3 separate regions of the Sus scrofa genome follow, and all the other regions are linked to region 3. A link is a contact called in public Hi-C and promoter capture Hi-C data. All regions are on one chromosome and are shown on one strand. The core of a region is the stretch at or near the end of the contact, and the rest is flanking DNA. Distances in the headings are between cores, read along the strand shown.

Evidence for each region. Promoter capture Hi-C pulls out the DNA fragments that hold promoters and counts their contacts. A called contact is a pair of places that touch in the nucleus more often than the background predicts.
Region 1: a Hi-C map of liver shows a contact between it and region 3, with 7 times the contacts expected there. The contact joins the promoter of PRDX3 here to the promoter of SEC23IP in region 3. A contact is called at or near these places in 2 of 47 Hi-C or Micro-C datasets (liver and skeletal muscle) and 1 of 2 datasets of contacts at active chromatin or transcription factors (alveolar macrophages).
Region 2: a promoter capture Hi-C map of liver shows a contact between it and region 3, with 4 times the contacts expected there. The contact joins the promoter of GRK5 here to the promoter of SEC23IP in region 3. A contact is called at or near these places in 1 of 5 promoter capture datasets (liver) and 1 of 2 datasets of contacts at active chromatin or transcription factors (alveolar macrophages).

The regions. Positions count from the first base shown.
Region 1 is chr14:129,089,287-129,092,661 of Sscrofa11.1, forward strand. It overlaps PRDX3 (peroxiredoxin 3), which reads right to left and starts at 1,504. Exons shown (of 7, transcript NM_001244531.1): 1 at 1,444-1,504. The coding sequence starts at 1,491.
Region 2 is chr14:129,111,986-129,115,280 of Sscrofa11.1, forward strand. GRK5 (G protein-coupled receptor kinase 5) reads left to right here and starts at 1,948. Exons shown (of 16, transcript XM_001928584.6): 1 at 1,948-2,515. The coding sequence starts at 2,464.
Region 3 is chr14:129,756,722-129,759,926 of Sscrofa11.1, forward strand. It overlaps SEC23IP (SEC23-interacting protein), which reads left to right and starts at 1,558. Exons shown (of 20, transcript XM_021073464.1): 1 at 1,558-1,812. The coding sequence starts at 1,650.

The DNA of each region.
Region 1 (3,375 bases), core at 254-2,753, 670 kb before region 3:
GTTTTCAGGTACAATCACACACAAAAGGTAACTATGTGGGGTGTCCCCACTGTGGCACAGCAGAAACAATCTGACGAGTATCAGTGAGGATGTGGGTTTGATCCCTGGCCTCGCTCAGTGGGTCAGTGATCTAGTGCTGCTGTGAGCGGTGGTGTAGGTCGAAGACTCAGCTCGGATCCCACGTGGCTGTGGCTGTGGCGTAGGCCGGCAGCTGTAGCTCTGATTTGACCCCAGCCTGGGAACTTCCATATGCTGCGGGTGCGGCCCTAAAAAGCAAAAATAAATAAGTAAATAAATAAAGGTAACGATATGAAGAGATATGTTCATTACTTTGACTGTATTTATCATTTCATTATGTATATGTACATGGAATCATAATGTACACTTCAAATACATATAACTTTTATTTTAAAATATATATAAATAAATGAAGGGGGGAAAAAGACTGCAAGGGAGCTCCCTGGTAGCTCAGCAGGTTAAGGATCTGGCATGGTCACTGCAGGGGACCGAGTTCAATCCCTGGACCTGGAACTTCAGCATGCTGTGGGTGCAGCCAAAAAAAAAAAAAAAGACTGCAAGGCAGGGGGGATTTATAAAAACACAAAGACTCCATGCTTTTAACAGCAACCCAGAGGATTAAAAAACCAAGGAGACTTGGCCAGGCCCTTTTCCAGCAGAACTTCTGAACTTGTTCTACAATGTCAAGGTTTTCCTTGGAAAAGACAAGGCCCTTTCAAGCTCTACAGAGAAGCAAACAAATAGAGCAAAGTTCAGCCTCTGGGAGAGTTTGGACAGGGCTCAAGGCAAAGGTTTGCTTAACTTCAGTGTTTGGCGTGACTCAGGACCAGCCTGCGTTGAACCCCAGCATGAGAAAGGGGAGAGCGGACAGCAAGAGGGTACCAGGCTTTGCGAGAGAAAAATAGCAGGGCCGGCTGGCCCTGGAGAGTAAGGAAAAAGTGCCTTTTGCACGTAAGCCCTTTGGTTACTTGAACATTTTGGTTTTCATCCAGCACTTAAGTGGATGCTCACGGAAACCTTGAGATAGGCAGGCATCATTCTATGTTGAGTTAGGAAAGTTAACAGGTTCAGAAAGACGAAGAAGTCACTTGTTCAAGGTCATAGAGTCGGTCCCAGAACGGAATCAAGGGCCAGGTCGCCTGCCTCCAGAGCCAGGTGCTCAGGTGGAGAGGGGACTGGGGACCCACGACTAGGAGGGAAGAGGGATTTGGGTAGGGGACCGCGAGGTGGGGTGGGGGAAGGGCAGTTATGCGCACGCGCAGGGAGCCTTCCCTAGAAGAGGAGGCCTCAGGTCCGTTACCCTCTGACATCCTCAGAGAGGGTGAAAGACCCCCAGGCCGCAAGGGAGCGGGATCCCATTTGAAAAGCACGTTCTCGGAGCCACCTCAGTGCCTCCGCGCCTGTGCCCCGCCAGCAGCCACTCACCGAAGCCCGGAGCAACCTTCCCGCCGCCGCCGCCGCCGCCGCCGCCATCTTCGGTGCGCACTGGGGCCTCGGGCCAGAGAAGCAAAGAAGGCGGGATCTACGGGGGCGTGGCCAGATGGGCGGGGCCTCGGCGGGCAGGGAGGGGCCTGGGTTGCAGCCCTGGCCAGGGATGGAGCCGGGAGCCAGGACCCGGAGTCCTATGCCCTCGCCGCCTTTTGGGCACCCTCTGGCTGTAAACGTCCCAATCGCTGGGTCCCTCGGCCCGGCTTCCGGTTGGGATAATTCCCGTTAAAGCTTCTAAGTAGCTAAATGCTTGTGAAAGCGACACTTTGTTTCTGTTTGTTGCCCCAACCTCTAGGACTAATCCAGGCAGGAAGCTAGATATTTCTATACTTGTTACTTTTTTGTTAACCTCCGTGGATTATTGTTGCAGTAAAAGGATCCGTTTCCTATTTCGACCACAGGCTTCTGCACGAAATGGCATTAGTTATCAATGAAATTTTAGCCGATTAATAAGCAGAGTGGGTCAGACCCTGCAAGGCTTTGTTGTCCTGAAAATCCCTGGATGATGCGTGAGCTCCCATTTTGGTTTCCCTTCACAACAATGGGGGAATTGGGACAAATTTAAAATGTGTTTTCTCTCAATTAGTAAAGCCAAGTGCTCAGGGGGAACATGGTACTTTGAAGCAAGTTCATTAAACATGATAAAAATCATACAGTGGCCTTACAGTAAGTGTGACAAAATGTAAACTCTAAGTGGGCATTTTCCAAAGGCCAAGCCTGTTATCTGAAAAACTGGATCCACCTCTTGGTGGATATGGAGCCAAAAGACACAACCCAGGCAAAGATCTGGAGAAGGAAGCATTTATTACTTGCTGCAAGTAAAGAAAACATGGAGGATCTGTCCCAAAGCAGTATCTCCTCAAACAGCCAGATTTGGTTAGTTTTAAGCTAAGGGAACATGCATATTCAAGAAGGGGCTTGGGTGGCAGACAGAATCCAAACTTTAGTTCATATGTTTTTGTTTGTTTGTTTTTTCTTTTTAGGACCGCACTGCAACATATGGAAGTTCCCAGGCTAAGGGTGAAATTGGAACTGCAGCTGCAGGCCTATGCCACAGCCAAGGCAATGTTAGATCTAAACTACATCTTCAACCTATGATGCAGCTTGCAGCAATGCCAGATCCTTAACCCACTGAGTGAGGCCAGGGATTGAACCTACCTTCTCATGGACGCTATGTCACGTCTTAACCTGCTGAGCCACATCGGAAACTCCCCAAGCTGTAGTTGATTGAAGTCATGAGAGTCAGAAAAGGTCAACATTATCCCTTAGGTTCCAGTTGGTCTGGCAGTTGAGGGCCTTAGGCCAATCTGTACCACTGAAACAGACCTAGAAGATTTTACAACTGATGCATTATCTTTGCTGTAATTACTTCTCTTGCCTGACAAGTCATTTGTTTCTGCATTCTTTCATTCCTTTTAGGTCATTAACTACTGAGACCCATTCAAGGACAAACACCATGGCCAGGCTTAGATCACGGAATAGCCTAGACCAAAAATGGCTTCTCTTATGTCAAGAAAGACATGCCCAGGACTTCCTGTCGTGGCTCAGTGGTTAACAAATCCGACTAGGAACCATGAGGTTGCAGGTTCAATCCCTGGCCTTGTTCAGTGGGTTAAGGATCCAGCATTGTCGTGAGCTGTGGTGTAGGTCACAGACGCGGCTCGGATCCTGAATTGCTGTGGCTCTGGTGTAGGCCGGTGGCTATAGCTCCAATTAGACCCCTAGCCTGGGAACCTCCATATGTCGCAGGAGAGGCCCTAGAAAAGGCAAAAAAAAAAAAAAAAAAAAAAAAAAGAAAGAAAAGAAAAAGAAAAAAAGAAAGACATGCCCAGTTCTCTTTCTCCAGGGACCATCTGCCTTATCTGCTTA
Region 2 (3,295 bases), core at 698-3,197, 640 kb before region 3:
ATCCAGAGTTGCCACAATCTGTGGTGTAGGTAGCACATGCAACTCAGATCCTGCGTTGTTGTGGCTGTGATATAGGCCGGCAGCTGCACCCCTGATTTGACCCCTAGCCTAGAAATTTCTATATGTGGTAGGTTTGGCCTTTAAAAAAAAAAAAAAAAAAAAGAAAAGAAAAAGAAAGAGAGTAAAGAGTAGTGGAGATTATGGTTAACTGCTGAGCTTTGTTAAAGTGTGGTCCATGGACCAGCAAGATTGACTGAAGCTTGGAGTTCGTTAGAAATGGCTGACTCTCAGGATCCACCTTGGACCAAATGAAACAGAAGCTGCATTTTAAGATCCCTTAGGTGATCTGTATGCACAAGAAAGTTTGAGAAGGCCTTTGTGGAGCACTAGCCATCTAAAGGTATTCAATTTTAGCCCACTGGTTGGTGAGCTCTGAGATACTGCCAGCTCTAGGATTCTGTCTGAGAGAATCTTTCACTGTAAGTTAGGGCTCTGGGCAGGTGCACATGTAAGCCAAGGCCAAGGCTGGGATGCTTCGAATAATTTCTTAGAGTGGAAGATGCCTGAGGTGTCATCTGCTCTGCTCCCTGCCTTCTGACAAGCCAACTGTTATTGCCCCCACTTTGCAGACAAGACTTGTGAGGCCCAGGGAGACCCACTGACCCATATGCAGATACAAGGAAGTGGTGGTGGTGGGTACACTCTACCACGAAACAAGACAATCCTGCGCTGTTAAATCAGTGACCGTCCACGTTTCCAAGGCCTGGAGAGTCTATTCATTTCTTTGTTTTCTCCAGTGCACAATAATTGTTCTCCCTTTCTCTCTCTGGGCGCCTCCCTCCCACTTCCAGGCAACCCTGGGGTTGGAAGGCTTTCTCCTTTAGGACACAGAAGGCCCGGGGCCCGACTTCTGAACGGATATCCGGCCTTCAGGATGCAGATGAGGCAAAGGCCTCATTGTTCCTTAGGGCCAGCCCTCCCCTCAACTAGACTGGAGGATAACTCATCGCAGACCCCAGGTGTCCCAAGTCCCATTTCCCAGGAGCGGGGGCCTTGAGACGAAGCAAGGGACGCTGAGCGCAGATCTGGGGTCTGATGTCCTGAACATACAGTGGAAAAGCGCTAAGAGCCCCAAGATAAATAGGCAAAGAATTTGAAAACTAATTCCCAATACCGGCCGGGTGCTGTTTCTTATTAACGTTCCTGACTCCAGCGATTCCATCTGTGTTTTTATTGATGGGAATGAGTTTGCATGTAATGACGAGCGGTCATTTGCGGGCCTCGGGTGCTGGAAGGCAGGTTATTAACAGGACCAGCCGCTTACCACGCCGGAATGCACGCCCCCCGCCCCGCCGAGAGTTGCAGCCCGGCAGCGCGGGAGGTTCCAGGCGCAGAGGGCCAGGAGGTGGTGCCGCGGTCCGCGTGGACTCGCCGCTGCACATCCACCCCGAGGCCGCCAGGGGGCGCTCGGGCTGCGCGGTTGCCGGTGCCGAGTCGCCGCCGACTCATAGACCCCTTCGCGCCCTCGGAGGAAACAAAGTACACCTTTGTCAGCAACCGAGCGCGTGTGCGTCTGAGACGGCGCACAGTGGCCGGTCGCCGCGTCCAGGGCCCGCGGGCGCGCCTGGCCACCGCCTCTGGGCTGCAGCCCCCGCGTGGGCCCGGCGTGACCGGGAGGAAGGGGGGTGCAGCGCGCGCTTGGGCTGGCTTGACCTCCCTCCAACCCCGGGCACGCTCCGAGGGGCGCCCAGGACCCGCACCGGCTCCTGCCCGGCCGCAGCACTTCGCCCGCCGCCGCCGCCGTGGTCCGTGCTCTTCGCTTTCTGGGTTCTCGGGAGGGCCGGAAGCGGGCGAGCCGGAGCCCCGGGCGTGGACGTGCGAATCCGGGGCTCCGGCTCGGCCGGACTGCCTTTGCTTCTCCCGCTACCCTCCGCAGCCGCGGACCACCCCTTATCCGCGCCCGCCTTCGGAGTACAAGTCTCAGGGCGGCTCGTGGACTCTGGTACTACAAGTCCCAGCAGGCCCCGCGCCGCGAGCGCCGAGGCGGGAGGCGCGGCCCATCCTGGCGCCTGCGCTGTGCAGCCGCCCGAGCCAGTTAGTACCACACCCCCGGGAGGGACAGAGGGGAGGCAGAAGCATCCGAGGCATTAAAGCATCCGAGGGAGCCCGAGGGGAGGAGAATGGAGTGACAGAGAAACGCGGAGGGTGGGGGGTGGGGGGAGACAGTTGAGGGAGGGGGGAGGGGGGACACAGAGGGAGGAAGAAGCGGCGGCGGCGGCTCCTCTTTGCAGAGGGGGAAAACTCCGAGGGATAAGAGCCGGAATAATGCGGTAGGCAAGGCGGGCTGCTTGCTCCCGGCTCCGGCAGCAGCGGCAGCAGCCCGAGCAGCGGCAGTAGCAGCGGCAGCACCCTTAGGAGCTGACAGCCCCGCCGGCCGGCTTCCTCGCTGACCGCCGACTGTCAATGGAGCTGGAAAACATCGTGGCCAACACGGTCTTGCTGAAAGCCAGGGAAGGTAAGAGGCAGGGCTGGTGCCTGGCGCATTCGCCGCGGGCCGGGGTGCGGGTGTCGGGCGGCTTGTGGGCTGGGGCTGTGAGTATGCAGGATGCCCGCAGTGAGTTGGTCGCAAGCAGGACACCTCAGAGAGCTGCTCTGCAAACACTTCAGGGTTCCTGCCCTAGTGCTCAGGGAATCTGGACTTGGGCAGAGAAGGAGAAACGTTGAGGTTGCAGGGATTAGGATGCTAAAATATCCCCTAGTTTCCAGCTCTAACCTTAGCAGATCGTGCCATCTCGGCAGCTGTTGAAAGGTCAGTTGGAAAAGCATTCATTCAGGAAGAGATGGGCAAACATGCAAGTGAAATAGCTTTTTCGAGTCGGCCCAGGATGGTTGTGCGAGTGAATTGGTGTGCGCTGGGGGTGGGGGTGGAATTAGCAGAAGCCAAGTCTTTGCTTGCGCAGGCAGAGTTGATATAGGCTATTGCTGGAAACCATCCGCTGGGAATGTTTCTTAGGGAAATCCCGTCGTGTGGAAAGAAGCCTTTTAATGGCAAAGTAAGATGTTGAGGAATTCGTTTGTTCATACAGTGACAAGAGAGAGTGACTGTACAGATCACCTAGAAAATAATGAAGGATTTCAGGGGTAGGTTTTTTTTCCCCCTTTGGGGAGGGGGAGAGATAAGTGAATTTTTTTTTTTTTTTTTTGGCTCAGTTAAGAAGAGAAAGGTAAGTGTGCTGATGCTTGATGCGTTTCGGATGCAAATCATTAGATTTTCTGCACTTGGCTGGTAGGGAAT
Region 3 (3,205 bases), core at 308-2,807:
AATTCCACATTAAAACTTTCACTACACTTCAGTTTATTGTTATTGTGTGTTTAGTTGTCTGTCTTCCTGACCAGATTGTAAGTCTAAGAAGGAAGGGTCCTGTGTCTATCTTATACACCACAGTATCCCTAGCATTTAGTATAGTGCCTTGACCACCCATAGGAATGACAAAGACTCCTTGACCAAACACCAGCATGGCTACTAGTAGCTCAAGCACATGTCCCCAGGATGAACCCTGTCCACCTTAAAATCCCTGCCTAAGAAAGGCCATCATTGCCAGGGGAATTTACTCTTCCAATCCAAACCAGGTGATAGGCATATGGCCCCCTCAACCTCCCTTACAGCAGTTACTTTAAAAAGCTGCAATGACAAATCCTTTCGCCCCTTCGAGATATAAATCTTGTCACTCAGAACTTCTTCTCAAGGACCTGAGAGCTGTCTCCTCCCAGCCTCCTAGGTACCTTGCTCTCACTTGTACCACTGCCTGTCATAAAGATATGGAAAGTTTATTTCTCCTGCTGGTAAGTGCCAATTAACAAACCCAGGTGGACCAGTGACATGGACCAACACCCTGTGGCACCCTCAGTGCCTTTGCCTTAGCACATCCCACAGCCTTTTGCTTTGGGGAAGTTCAGTTCAGTTCATGATGCACCCACTTCCCTAACGCAATAGTTATTACTGAATAAAATTTATCCTTACTGCTTTAGACTAGTGTCTGGCTTTGTTTTTCTTTGACAGTAAGCACATTACATCGTTATTGAATTAGTTAATAAACAGGTACTATATAGGTGTGAACAGCTACGGGAGAGAGTAGTTTCATTATGCCCAATGAAATCTTTTGGGATTTCTTTATCCCCCCTCCCCCACTCCGAGAGGTTGATAGTTATTTTTTCTTTCATAATCTCTAACTTTGTGAAAGATTACATTTATATCCAAATTATCCACAGTGCATTTTAGAAATAACCTAGTCGGATTTTGTAGACAGGTATTAAAAAGCTATTTAAAAAGTCACATGCCTAATGTCAACTCCATAGTTTCTCTTAAAAACATTTTTTTTTCTTTCCTTTGGCGTAAAGACTTCAGAAGTTTTACCATTTCTATTTTTTGGCTAATGACAAGAGTTCAGTCCAGCCCAGGAAGACGCGTGGGCGGGTCAGATGTGTGTGCTAGAGTGGCTGTGTTTGGCTAGACCTTTGCTACAAACGGCCCACACTTTTTCTTCCCTCTGTCTGGTACCTGCGCCTGCCGGCTTCAGCAATTCTTCAGTTATCCAGTTAACCGCCCCTGTGGATACTTTTAGGACGCCCAGAGCACCCCCGCAACCCGAGACTTTCGGCGTCAGTTCATGCCTTAACCAACTACCCAAAGCACTCCTTCCACACTCCTGCCCCAGCCTGGACCAGCGTTTCCACCACACCCGGCCTGCGGTCGAGGGTGTCACGTGCTAGGACGCGGGCGTGAAGCCAGCGCCGCCATGTTGATCTCTGGCAGCCTCTGAGGGGTAAGGAGACTACAGCTGACCAGCCGCACGGAGTTCCGGCACCTTGTGCGCAAGTGCGGAAGTGTGTTGGCCCCGACTGTGTTCGGTTTCCGGCCGGTGGTGCGGCACCGGCCAGTTGGAGACGTGTAACGGACGGTGGGCTGCAGCCATGGCCGAGAGGAAACCTAACGGTGGTGGCGGCGCCGCCTCCGCGTCTTCGTCGGGCACCAACTTACTCTTCTCCTCCTCGGCCACGGAGTTCAGCTTCAACGTGCCCTTTATCCCGGTCACCCAAGCCGCCGCTGCCTCGGCCTCCTTGCTCTTGCCCGGAGGTAGTAAGGAGAGGGGGATCTGGTGGGGCAAATGTGTGGGGGGAGGTGAGCAGGGGGCGTGGGGCAAAGAGGGTCGGCCGGGAGGTTTCCTTCTGCCTGGATCCGACCCTCTGGGTAGCTTGCCAGGGCCATCACTGGCCAGGTTTGAGTGGCTTGGGACTTTGGGATCTTGGGGACAGGAACCAAGCTCTTTGTCGAAGGAACCCTCTGTTCTGAGTGCTGGCCACTCCTGCATTGTTCCACAGATTTTTGTTGAACACCTAGTGGTGTGCCAGGTGTTTGCAGGACTGAAAACAGATAGTGCCCCCTCTACTAGGATACAGTAGGATATCTCCTAGGACTGACAGCTAGCTACCCTCTCTTAGGATAGACACATAGTATTTGCCAAGTAGAGGTACAGAACACATCTTTCAAGGCAGTGCATCACTTTCTCTAAGGAACTGTTGCTTGTTCTCTTAGGTCCCTGCTCCTACGTGCACCTTAGCTTTTTGTTCATATCATTATTGTCTAGGGAGATTGCTTTTTAGCAGTTATGTGGCATAACCCAGAGCTGGTGTTTAGGAACACGGACCGTGTTCCAGCGTTAGCCCTGCCAGTAACTCTGTGTGACCTCAGGCATATTACTTTACCTCTCTGTGCTTCATTTTCCATATATGTACAGCCTTCTAGGGCTGTAATGAGAAGTGCATTGATTTTTGTAAAGCGCTGAATATATTGTCAGGCATATAGTGTTATGTAATGTTTGCGAAATAAACATCTTTCTCTCTGTTTGGACTATAGTTTGTAGCTATGACTTATTTATGCCTAGCACATAGATCCTCAGAAAATGCTGAATGTTTTCCCATTGAATAATTTATTCTTGCTTGGAAGACTAAGGAAAGTTTCATGGAGAAGTGAAGAAAGGCAAACGGGAAGCAGCGATAAATGGTGGTTTCCCTCCCCTTGTTGAATGTTCCTTCTTGGTGTTTATCACCACCTGACATGTACACATATTTGTTTAGTTTATCCCACTAGTATGTAAGCTTCATGAGAGTAGGAACTTATACCTAGAGCAGTGCCTGGTATGCTGTAGACCAATTTTTTCAATAGGAAATTAATGAATGAATCAAAGGATGAGAATCAGGAACATGTATGTCTTATTTTGATAGTGTGGCTGAAAGGTTTGACATTGCCATGTTTGGTGAAGTGCCAGGTGTTTGCTGGAGCAGAATGCTTTGAGAGATTTCAGGAATAAATAAGGCCATACATGAGATTTTCATGTCATCCTCTGCTTCACAAATGTTTGGGTCATGCCCATCTTCCTCCTTGTTATATAATGTTTTGTTTGTGTCTTTTACTATCAGTAAATGTAAACATCTTCCTTGTCAAGTGCAGGATAACTTCCTTGTCCTGA